2 separate regions of the Rattus norvegicus genome follow, and region 1 is linked to region 2. A link is a contact called in public Hi-C data. All regions are on one chromosome and are shown on one strand. Each heading gives the region's core, a stretch centred on a gene start, on an enhancer-like site or on the middle of the called end of the contact. The rest is flanking DNA. Distances are from core to core; before and after follow the strand shown.

The links. A called contact is a pair of places that touch in the nucleus more often than the background predicts.
Region 1: a contact with region 2 is called in a Hi-C map of the A7r5 cell line, with 2.0 times the contacts expected there. The contact joins two enhancer-like sites. A contact is called at or near these places in 3 of 12 Hi-C or Micro-C datasets (the A7r5 cell line, the Rat2 cell line and mammary epithelial cells).

What each region holds. Positions count from the first base shown.
Region 1 is chr13:105,401,479-105,408,058 of GRCr8, forward strand. No RefSeq gene overlaps it. Among named protein-coding and RNA genes, the nearest start is that of Nenf, 21 kb to the right of the region's middle. Within about 2 kb of position 4,198, at least 47 of the 93 cell types and tissues checked have an H3K27ac peak or open chromatin away from gene starts, as enhancers often do. A contact at or near this core is called in the A7r5 cell line, where this site is marked.
Region 2 is chr13:105,243,552-105,249,246 of GRCr8, forward strand. No RefSeq gene overlaps it. Among named protein-coding and RNA genes, the nearest start is that of Batf3, 26 kb to the left of the region's middle. Within about 2 kb of position 4,095, at least 21 of the 93 cell types and tissues checked have an H3K27ac peak or open chromatin away from gene starts, as enhancers often do. A contact at or near this core is called in the A7r5 cell line, where this site is marked.

The sequences.
Region 1 (6,580 bases), core at 2,948-5,447, 160 kb after region 2:
ATGTGTGCGTGTGCGTGTGTGTGGGTGGGTGTGTACACACACCCGCCTGCACACACAAGCAAACATAAGCAAAGAGAAAATTAGGAGTGGATTCGTAAGCTTGTTTTTTAAGTTCCTACTGAAGTTGTAGCATTGCTTAGTAAACCAGATACTGAAAATAGAAATAGCTGGGTTAAGGGGCTGGGGATTTAGCTCAGTGGTAGAGCGCTTACCTAGGAAGCGCAAGGCCCTGGGTTCGGTCCCCAGCTCCGAAAAAAAGAACCAAAAAAAAAAAAAAAAAAAAAGAAATAGCTGGGTTACTATGAGTGATGTGGAGCGAGCAGAAAGAGAATAGGCTCTCGTCCTGCCAGTGATGTGTGGAGTGTTTCTGGAATCACCTGAGCACCCCATACTCCACTGCCCCCTAGTGGCCAGATATCTAGGATGGCTGTCAAACATTCAGCACAGTCAACAACAGGAGGTTGGGAAGAGCTCTCTAGGAAGGCATGGCCAGCGTCCCTGTTGGGCAGGGATGGGCAGCAAAACAACAGGGTGAAAAGCTGGGCTTTTTACTTGGAACTGGAGACTCACTCTGAGAATGTAGAGTGGCTTCTGGCAGAGCAAGTGCAAAATGACAGGACAGGAGTGTGCAGTGCGCAGCAGCCAGTGGGAAGCCCTCTGGGGTCGAGCAAAGGTGTTAAGTCCTGGGCAGCAGTGCTGCCTGTCCTCCTGGAGCAAAGCCTTTTTACTCTGTGGGAGCTGGACTGGACAGGCAGGACAGGGGGTAGGGAGGACAGGCCTTGCCTGAGCTGTAGCAGCGGGGAAAGAGAGGACACGTCCACTCTGCGGTTTGTTCTTTCCTCCTTTACACATAACAACACCGTATGGAATGCTGGGATTGTGAGTCTGTGCCCTGGCCCCAGCCTGACCCTTGTGAACCACGTGGGAGGAAGCTACTGACCTGCCCAAGTATTGCTACCCCAAACTCTTGATGGTCATTTGCAGAGATAGGGAGGACTTAGACAGGGTTGGTAACATCAAGCTTTACTGCATCCTGTGAGAGGCCTGAAGAACCCTGCAAACAAGGGATTTGTCCTGAGAGGACCTTTGCTCTCCACTCACCCGACCACAGTGTTCTCTCTCCCTGGCACCTGCAGGAGGTGCCATTGTACCAGGCAGGATGGAGGGTCGTGGGTGAAGGATGATGAACCAGCTGTGAGACCCTTTGCCCTGACCGCTGCAATCCCAGAGAGCACATGTATTAGCAGATAGGATGCAGATGATGATGGGTCTCAAGTTTCACTTATGGGCACTGTGCAGCCAGGAGACCCTTTGACTTCGGGAGGGAGTGTTTGCAATTCCACTTTGCTGTCTGAGTTGTGGAGTCCTCTTTGCTCTAGGACACCAACAGCAGATCTGGGATCTCAACACTCACTCTCCTTGTGCACCTTTGTTAGGTCCTCTGTAAAATACCTGAAAAGGCAACGTAGGGGAAGCAGGAGTTGTTTTTGTCCCTGTGGCTTAAGAAATGATCCATCCATTGTGGTGGGAAGACATACCAGTGAGGCAGGGGCAGCTGTTTACTTCCCTCCGACCATCAGGAGGCATCAGAATGACCCCCAGCCCTCCCTCCCTTTTTCAGTCTAGGACCTCAACCCATGGAGGGTGCCACCCACATTCAGGGTCTCTTCAGTCCACTCTTAACTCTGGAAATACCACCCATACCCAGAGGCACGTCTCTTAGGTGATTCTAAATCCGGCCAAATTGACAATACAAACCCACCCTTGTCACCCTTGTCACCCATGTCACCCTTGTCCCCCTCTTACTTGTTGCCATCCTGAACCTTAAACCACATCATCAGCCATGGCTGAAGCCTCATTGTGTGGGCAGCTTTCTTGTTGAACTGGCCAACGGATTGATTAATTAATCACTAAAGACTGGCCAGGCCTGGTGGTGCACATCTTTATCCCACAACTCAGGAAACAGAGGCAGGCAGATCTCTGAAGTTCGAGGCTAGCCTGGTCTATGGAGTGAGTTCCAGGGCATCCAGGGCTACGTGGAAAAACCTTATCTTGTAAAACAAACAACAAGAAGAAAACCCCGCTAAGGACTGAATACTGTTCTGTACTGTAACCCTGTTATCAAAACCTTTAGTTGTTGGGATAGAAGCATGACCAAGGGTTTGTTTAAGCCTGCGATCCCAGAGGGCTGGAGTCCAGCCTGGCAGGGAGGGGCAGCAGCAAGCAGCAGGCATGGCCACAGGAACAGGAAGTGGAGAGATCACATCTTCAACAGTAGCTACAAGGCAAGAAGAGCCAGTGAGGCTAGAAACTCCCAGTGCCCACTCAGTAATGGACGTCCCCCAGAAGTCCTCTGCCACCCACCCACAGGCTCCAGAGCCGCCCCAAGCAGCTCAACCAACCGGGGACCAAACCCCCAAATACCTGCCTCACCCACACATTCTACCTCAAACCACCACGTTCCACATACATACCACATACCACAAAGATACACGTACTCCACAGGTATACACATGAACAAAGCCACGTATACTTATCACACACCACACACAAGATACTACACACACACTTACATATGCACACACATACATACATGGCCACAGTTACAGTTAAATAAGGAATAGACTGGGTAGTTCATTTATCATAACTCCCTAAGGAATACCACCCCCAGGCCAGAATGCCAGAATGTGAGTCCTCACCATCAGTCCTTATGTGGAACCAGACACCTATAGACTCTCAGGGATGGTGTGGTAAATCCTGGGGCTCTGAGCAAAGGGTCTTCTCTTATTTGGTTGAGACTCATTTAGCCTTTTTTTGTTGTTGTTGTTCTTTTTTTTTTTGGAGCTGGGGACCGAACCCAGGGCCTTGCGCTTCCTAGGCAAGCGCTCTACCACTGAGCTAAATCCCCAACCCCTCGTTTAGCCTTTTAAATACCTCCAGGGACCAGGGAGCACAGGAACCGAGGCCCTGACTTGCTGACTGCCATCCTAGGGACCTAGAGTCACAGTATCCCAGGCTTCAGGCAGGATCAAGACCAGACTCGGGCAGTGTCCAGCAGTATGATGGTCCAGAGGCAAGCAGGTGACACTCAGTATGCACAGGAAACATCTTGGTAAGCCGGAACAGTGTCTGTGGTTGTGCAGGTCTGTAATCCCAGCACTCCATAAACGGAGTCTAGAAGCTCTCCATACCCACTCTCAGTAGGGACATGCAGCTCGAGCTACGTAGTAGCCTTGAGACCAGCCTGGCTCACAGTAAGACCTATTTCAAAATGCCAAAAAACTAGAGGCTGGAGAGCTGGCTTGTTGGCAAGAAAACATTGCTCTTGAAGAGGACTACAGATCAACTCCAAGCACCTATGCCAGGTGGCCCACAGCCGGCTGTAACTTCAGTTTTCTGGGGTACCTGATGCTTCTGACTTCTGCAATCACCTGTACACATGTGCATATACCCATACATATACACGCAATTAAAGAAATAATAAATCAGCCAGGTGTAGTGGCCCATGCTTTTAATCCTAGCACTCAGGAGGCAGAGGTAGGCAGATCTCTGTGAGCTTGAGGTCAGCCTGGTCTACACAGTGAGTTCCAGAACAAGACAGTCTAATCATTATCTCCTCCTCCTCCTCCTCCTCCTCTTCCTCCTCCTCTTCTTCCTCCTCTTTCTTTTCTTCTTCCACTTCCCCTTCTTCCCCTTCCTCTTCCTCCTCCTCCTCTTCCTCCTCCTCCTCCTTCTTCTTCTCCCCTTCCTCCTCCCACTCCTCCTCCTTTTTCTTTATCCTTTTTTATAAAGGCCAATACTAAAGAAATTAATAAATAAAAAGTGTCTTCTGAGGACAATTCTTCCTTTTTATAGTTCTTAAATTACCAAGGTTTTTACATTTTAAAAAAAGCTTTCTGCTTATAATTAGACCAAATGGTCATGCTAGCCCACCACAGGGAAACCTGGTTTGACCCTTCACCCAGCAGCTACTGCCAACTGCGAGGGCCTTTGGCCTCACGAGATTGCATCCAGCCCTCTCAGCTCAGGCTCCTTTCTGGCAACCAGAGCTGCCCTCCCCATCCTTCCAGGGTTTTCCAGAAATTCTTTGCCACTGTTCCTTGGCAGGAGACTACGGCATCACATGGCCAGTGACTGGTGCCTTCTGACTCACGGAATGGAAAGAAACCACACACAGAAGCACACAGGGCCTCTGTTGCCAGCCAGGGTGACCACATGGAACAGAAGTGATTCATCTGAGCCTGCCTGGCATGGGCACTCGCATACACTGGCCTGAAGCTGGGCAGCCCAGCACTTAAGTGACGCATGGGGTATCCCCCTCCCAGGGCAGACCCAGCTCCTCCTAGGAGGAACAAGGGGCCCTCTGCCTCTGTCCCAAGTGGCTGACAGGTGACCAAGGAGGTTATAGGGCAGCTCTGGGGACATAGGTAATCAGGTCAAGAATCAGGGTGGGAGAATTTGGAGAAGAGGTTGACAGGTGGAGGCTGAATGTGGTCCTATGCTCTAAATTCTACATCACACCCGGGGTCTCCAGCACAGAGGAGACACAGCCCACCAATATGAGCAACTGCTCACACAGTTCTTTTCAAGGCCAAGTGCAGAGAGGGCAGGGCACCCAGGACAAGTGAGACCCTGCCTCATTCCCGTCGGTGACAGTGTGATGGTCCCATTTTATATATGAGGAAATCTTAACCAGAGATATAAAGCAGGATGCTGCAGGTGACTGCCACTAGTGAGAACCCTACCCCACTTGTGTGGGCCAGCTGTGCTGATGGATACAATGTTCCATACCAGCCCAGCACTGCCCTTCACATACACAGAGCAGCACAGTAGGGAGGATGTTAGTGTTCACACATTAATGAGACCAAGAAGAACAAACACAGAGGTGAGCCTAGCCTTTAACAGCTGAGCTATCTCTGAGCCCTGTGATACTTTTTTAAATGTCAAAATGATACAAGGTAGTCTAACTTGGCAAGAATCTCTGTGAACGGTTTTCTAGATCCGGTTGGCCTTGGTGGGAGGTAGGACTGTCTTGATTACCTTAATGGAGGTGGAAAGGTGGGTCTACTGTGGGAACACTAGGCAGGGGCCCTGGAGGATGTGAGCTGAGGCATAAGTGTGTATGAATTCCTTTTCTTCCTGACTGACTCACACACACACACACACACACACACACACACACACACACACAGAGAGAGAGAGAGAGAGAGAGAGAGAGAGAGAGAGAGAGAGAGAGCCCTAGCCCTTCCTACACATCCACAGCCCTTCAAATAGGTTTTTATTAACCCAGAGAAAAAGACTTCTATCCAAAGGAGACAATGGCTTGGCTCCTGCCCTTCAGATCATTCCTTTTCACTCAGCCCAGTGCCAGCTCACTTCTCCACACCCTTTCTATACTCTCCTGCCTCCCTGTAAACACCCTCCCAACCCCACTGACGGCGCTAGGACACTAGGATCTGTCAATCCAGCTCAGCTCCATGTCAATCCACAGCCTTGCTTATCTAGGAAGACAACTCTGTTCTGAACACACGATTATAAAACCAGGTAGTACAGTTGTGCTCCAAGACTTGATGTTGCTCCTGGCTGAGGATTATTTCAGAATCTCAGTCACTGGAGCCCACGTGCAACAAATACTTTTATGTACTTAGAGTTGGAGACTGGAACTGCCCTGAGGAATTGCACAGACGCGCCTGCTGGTAGAAGGGACATGGGCCACTTCTTCACCTTCCCCTGAGCTAGAGGCCTTCCTTCTGGCCCTGGTGGAAGGGAGAGTGGGAGAGAGGGACTGGTGAGATCCGGTGGGGCAGTCAGAAGAACAGTGGAGAACAGAACTGCCTGTTCCAAGCTCCCGCCATGGTGCTGCAAACCTGTTCTTTTACACACCTTAGCAGGCCACTCACACACCATGTCCAGCTCCCTACTTGCCACCTGCCTCTTTTCAGCCCCTTGGGGGACATTTTCCGACCTAGCACTACTGAGTTCCCAGGTATGGAAGGCACCCTATTCTGAGCCTCGTGCTCTGCTGACCATTCTGGTCTAAACAGGCCATGCTGGCTCTGCTCCACTGGAAGAAACTGGATCAAGCCCCGGGCTTGGCAGAAGAATGTGGGTTGTGTCCAGCAGAAAAGCCCAGCCTTTCTCAGAGCCAGGTATCCAGGTCACCCATTGCATTCCCACAAACCCTAGACACCTACTCAGAGCAGGGGGAAGCTGACCGCTGAGTGAATCCCAACCACAGCTGACGGACAGCTCTCCAGTTTCCTGCCACAGCACCAGGGCTGGGGAAGCACCGGGTGTCCACGGCATGGGGCATTTTCAAAGCACACTGACAGTTTCAGAGCAGAACCCCAATGGAGTGTCGGGGTGGTGCCTCCATGTTTGTGGAGGCAAAGACTGAGTCCTTCCTCAAGGGTCCCAGCAGGTCACAGATTGTGCCTGGCGTGTATGGGCCACCTGGATCCCTGTGTTTCTTAGGCAGGACAGGGCATCGTCAGAGTCTCTAGTCTCAGCCTGCCCATGTGACTCCCTCAAGAACTGACAACCCTGAGCACTGCCTTCCCCACTGCCCACTGTCAGTGAG
Region 2 (5,695 bases), core at 2,845-5,344:
ACTGGGGCATTGCTTAAAGTTTCTGAGGATTAGTCTATTTTTATCATGGTTGGGAACATAGCGGCATGCATGGTGTCGGAGTCATAGCCGAGAGCTACATCCTGGTCCATAGCCAAGAGAGAAAAAGTGAGACTCTGGGTCTTGAATGGGCTTTTGAAACCTCAAAGCCCACCCTCAGGTACACACCTCCAATGAGGCCACACCTCCTAATCCTTCCCAAATAGTGCCCCTTCCTGGTAAAAGGAATTTATGTGTAAAGAACTGGAAAGAGGCTGTCCCAATGGGTAGAAAACTTGCCTAGCATGCACAATCCTGGGTTCAATCCTCAGTACTGCATGAACCAGGTAGAGAGTACATGACTATGATCCTGGTAGAAACAGGAGGATCAGATGTTTCAGGTCATCCTCCACTACATAATTTGAAGCCTTCTTCAGAAACAGAAGCCCAGTCTCAAACAGGCATGCACACACATTCACACACACATGCATTACACACATGTATCTGTATATGTATGCATGAATTACACAATGCATACACTCATCACACATACACACACATGCATACATACATTACCCAGACATGCATGCATATATTACACACATGCATACATATATTACACACACATACATGCACACATGCTTACACACATATATGCATATATGCACACATTACAGACACAGACACACCACACATGCACACAAAGAGCTGAGCTGTTAGGAACAGGTAGTGGTGGTAAGGGTCAGCATGTTTAGACAGCATGGCACTGACAGAGATATCCAGAACAAATCAGCTAAAACATAGCTGACCCTGGATATTGGCATAGCTGACCCTGGACACTGGAGGAGGCTATTGGTCAGCACCAAATGATTGACACTAGTAAATCTGTAATATAACTATTTTTTGACAAAATGCCTTTTTTATGTGATCCTATACAAATGTGGCCATGAGGTCAGGAGCCTCTACCTGAGACAGCCTGTAAGGCTGTGTGCCCACCTCCATGGGGCCTGCGTCCTGATCTATACATGAGCTTGTGCCTGCCTATGCAGTTTATATGTGCTAGCTTGTACCTCAGTGCCTGCCAGCAGCTGCCTGCTTGGTCCTCCATGCTGACAAGTAAAATATTTATCTTCAAAATCCTTTAACCCCACAGCCTCCTTTGACCTTCCTCCTTCCTGGACCTTATCAGTGACTGGCACAGAGCTCAGGTGATGGAACATTAGCCTCTCTAAGGAGCACAGGTCCTTGAATGTGAAATTTTGTATTTGTTAATATATATATATATAATTTATATTTGTTAATATAAATATATATATTAACAAATATATATACAAATATAACATATATATATAATATAAATATATATGTTAATATAAATAAATATAAATATATATTTATATTTGTTAATATAAATATATATAAATATAAATATATATATTTGTTTATATATTATATATATATATTTGCAATGTTTGGGGGCCTAACCAACTAAGTATCTACCATTAATCATTAATTGCAACACACTCTTTGTTTTGCTTTTTTAAGATTTATTAATTTTATTTTATGAATGGTTTGCTCATTTGTGTGTTTGTTTACCGTGTGGATCCTGGAACTGGGTTATGGATCATTGTGAATAGACATGCAGGTGCTAGGAGTTGAACTCAGGTCCTGGACAAGAGCAATCACTCTTAACCTCTGCCACATTTCTCCAACTCCCTTTGATATTTTTAGGCGGGGTTGGGGGTGGGTGGGGAGGTGGATACATTAGTTACTCCTGTAATCGCTGTGAGCAAAACATATGAGAGAAAAATTAAAAGGAAGAAAGATGTGTTTTAACTCAGTTTGAAAGGCTCCATCCATGTTGGCCAGACCCAAGTAGCTTAGGCAGGGAGGTCTTGCACAAAGAAAAGTTGTCCACACTATGAGTGTGTGGTTTGAGTGAGTATTTGAATTCTCTATCCCTAGGTGGTGAGGCCTTTGGGGGAGGCTTAGGAGGTATGGCTTTGCTGTGGGAACTGTGTCCCTGGAGGTGGGCTTTGACATCCCCATTCCCTCTGCTCCCCATTTGCACTTTGAGCTGTGAGCTCTCAAGCCACTGCTACCACCATGTTTGCCTTGATGGTAACGGCCTCTTAACCTTCATGACCTCTGAAAACTCACCAGAAACACTCAACTGTGCCTCACCGATCTCCTAGGCAAGTTTCCATCTAGGTAAGCTGACTGAATTACTATTAAAGGGTAAAGGGGGTAGACTGTGTCTGCTCATGTGGAAAGGATGTGTGGCCACGTGCAGCCTGTAAGGACAAGGATGGTGGCAAGATGGAGGAGAATGTGCTTGCTCCAGAAGACTATACATCCACAGAGAGCTCAGGGCCCTCCCCAGAGTGTCCTTGCTTTCTGAGAGAAGCAACTGGCCCACTTGACCCTTCTGCGAACTTTGCCCACCAGCTGCAACCCTGCTTTCAAGCCTGGCTTTCCCCCTGAACCTTATCACAAGGACGTCCGAATTTCCCAATCAGTGTTTTACATTCTGTTTGAGTTGCTTTTCTCATCATGACAAAAGCAAACTGAAGCCACCCAAGAAAGGAGGTCTTCCCTTCTCAGTAAAACCCCTCTGGAAACGCTGACACACGCCCAGAGGTGAGTCTCCCAGAATCCAGTTGACAATGAAGGTTAATCATAACACATTCTTTCTATTTCCCACCGTGTATGTGTGTGTGTGTGTGTGTGTGTGTGTGTGTGTGTGTGTGTGTGTGTGTGTGCACGTGTCTTAATGTGTAGCTCAGACTGATAGTCTCCAAACTGATAGTCTTTCAGATCCACCAACCCGGCTAATTTGTTTGGGTTTTTTTCCTTTAAAAAAGAATCTAGCTGCATTTTGCACATTGCACACAACCTTGAGCCATTTCTGAACTAGGCGGGGAGTAAGTAAATAAATAAACTTGTCCCTCAAGTTCACCCTCACTTTTCAGGAAGTTTCTAGAACCATAGTATAAATATATGTGCCAACCCTGCCCCGCTTGCCTCTTGGCCCATCTTTTCTGAACCTTGGCTCTGAGCTCTGTTTGCAAACCACTGTTCTGCTCCATGGAAACCACACCGCAATGCCTGAGGTTTCAGTGCAAATGGAGGAAATGAGATGGTCTCTCCTGGCCTCCTGGGCAGATAGCTTATTGTTGGTGGACATGACCTCCCGGAGATTGAATATCAGTCAATCACTCACCGTCCTGAAGGGACAGAGAGCAGCCTCGTGTTTATCCTGTGATGCAAGGTGCTCACATAAGCTTTCACATGGCCTCAGCCGAGAGTGGTGGAGTAGAAACAGACATCTCAAAGACATGGGGCTTTGCTGTGAAATAGGAAAGAAGAAAACACAAAGGGAGGCTGTTGTCATTTTGTTTGTTTTTGAGAGTTACTATGTAGCTCTGGCTTACCTGAAACATTTGATATAGACCAAGCTGGCCTCAAACTCACAGAGATCTACCTGCCTCTGCTAAATGCAGTGATTAAAAGGCCCTGTCACCACACACTGCCTAAAGGCAGTTTTGAAATTGGGTTTCAACCTTTCTCTGCCAAGCTGTGAATTCCTGTCCCTCACACTGTTTCTACTGCCTCAGCTCTCACCTTCTGTGTTTGTCTCTCCTCAGTTCCCAGCTCCTATGAAAGTTTAAAATAAGAGACTAGGGCTGGAGATCTCAGATGCCTTGGTTGGTAAAATGTTTGCTGAGCCAGCAGGAGCACTTGAGTGTGAAACCCTAGAACCCAGGTTTTAAAAAATAAAAGAAGCCATGTGTGCCAGAAATGCTATCATTCAATAGAAGACAGAAGCAGGATCCCTGCACACACACACACACACACACACACACACACAGACACACACACACAAAAGCAGGAAACAAAGGACAATTCTTTGTTTCTTCTGATGCTCTGATGCAATAATACTCTGGTCTTTCCATCTATTTTTGGTAAAACCAGACTTGCTATTTCAAGAAAAAAAAAAGCGCAATAGAAAGAAATAAAGGTGAACCAAGAGTTCTCCCAAGACGCCCACGGGCTCTTGCCAAACATCTCGATGAGTTCACAGTAAATGAGTCAGAACCCTTGCTGGCTTCAATGTCCCTCTCTAGGTCCCTGGAGGGAAGAAGAAAGGCTAGGAACTCAGAGATCAGTGGGCTCAGCCATGGAAAAGCCAGGACTCCTACTGTCCCTGGCAGCACACATTTCTCACTTGACTGTGGCTTCCCGAGGAGCAGTCTTTGAGGGACCTTTCTGACAGGCAGTCGGGAGCCAGGCTTCTGTAGACCCCGGCGGATTACCCTGACCTCTGCCACTCATCCCAGCTGCTGGCATGTATGGTTTCTAAGAAAGACTGGTGGGGTGACATTTCCAGGAATTGAGCTTGTTTCCTGAGAGATGTCACACTCTGGAATGTTCCCAGTGGCTGTCAGGGGAATTCTGGGATGACTCAAGTGAAGACCTGAACCAGTAAAGGGTGAGCCATGGCCTGAAACCACACTCTCCACCCCCACCCCTACCCCGCTTCTTCACCAGCTTCGTGAAGGCTCGAGCCCTTCACCCGACCACCAGGAAGCCTTACTAGACAAACCAGAGGCACTTTCTACCCTCACCTCCGATGCTCATTTGCATATGTGGTTAGCGTTATAATGAGCCTCAGCATGGCCCTCTGACAGAATCCAGTGTGATTCTGCTCCCTTTAAGACCCAGCTGAGGTTCAACTTGGTACAGTGTGATACAGTGTGAGAGCCAGTGTGTCAGCTGACTGGTCAACATACACAGCACGATTGTACACTGCAAGCCAGACACAGGCTAGTGCAAGACAGGGATGCTGAGGGAGAACCAGACCTCAAGGTGTAAGAGGCATGGGTGCATGGGGAGGCCACCCTCAGAGCTAGCTGGCCAGTCAGTATAGATTTCTGGGATCCATCCATCCAGCTAGTAATTCTGTCTTAAAACAACAACAACAACAAAAACAAAACAAAACTAAAGAGCTGGACAGTATCTAAGGATGACAAAGTTGATCTCTGACTTCTGCATGCACACCCACGTGCATTGGCAGTCACATAGCACACACACACACACACACAGGAACACACACATGCACACACCCCACAGGCACACACACATGCACATCCACACACCCATGTGCATCTGCGCTTTCCCTGTGGGACCCCTGCACAGCAGAAGTGAGAATTCCGCTCTATGGTAAACTGAGTTCTACTCTGTGCAAACTGCTTTTGCAGGGGCGCAGTCTCTCCTGTGCTGAGTAGAAACAGAACCTGATGTTTTAACCCTCACCCCCGAATCTGCCTGTGTTCTCCCCCTGCATGGGGGGGGGGGGATGTTGCAGCTCTTTTCAGAACTGCCTTCAGCTGGGAAGCAGGGAGAGCGGCACCAAGTCCTTGCACTCACTGGTCAGTGCAAGATGAAGCGCCAGGATGGAGGACTTTGGGAGACAAGGCAGCAGGCTGGCTCAAAGCTTTACTCTTATTTGCTTGTTTGTTTGGGGAGAGAGGGGAAGAAACCCGGGGCTTCGTGCAAGGGTCAGCCCATTTCTAATAATTTATCCAATATGAACGTGGACGTACCAATAGGAACGGGCCTTGTGGCAGAGTTTCTTCTTCCGTGGAGTTGTGCAACATTTAAAGCCCGCAGAGATGCAAACGAGTTCACATACGGA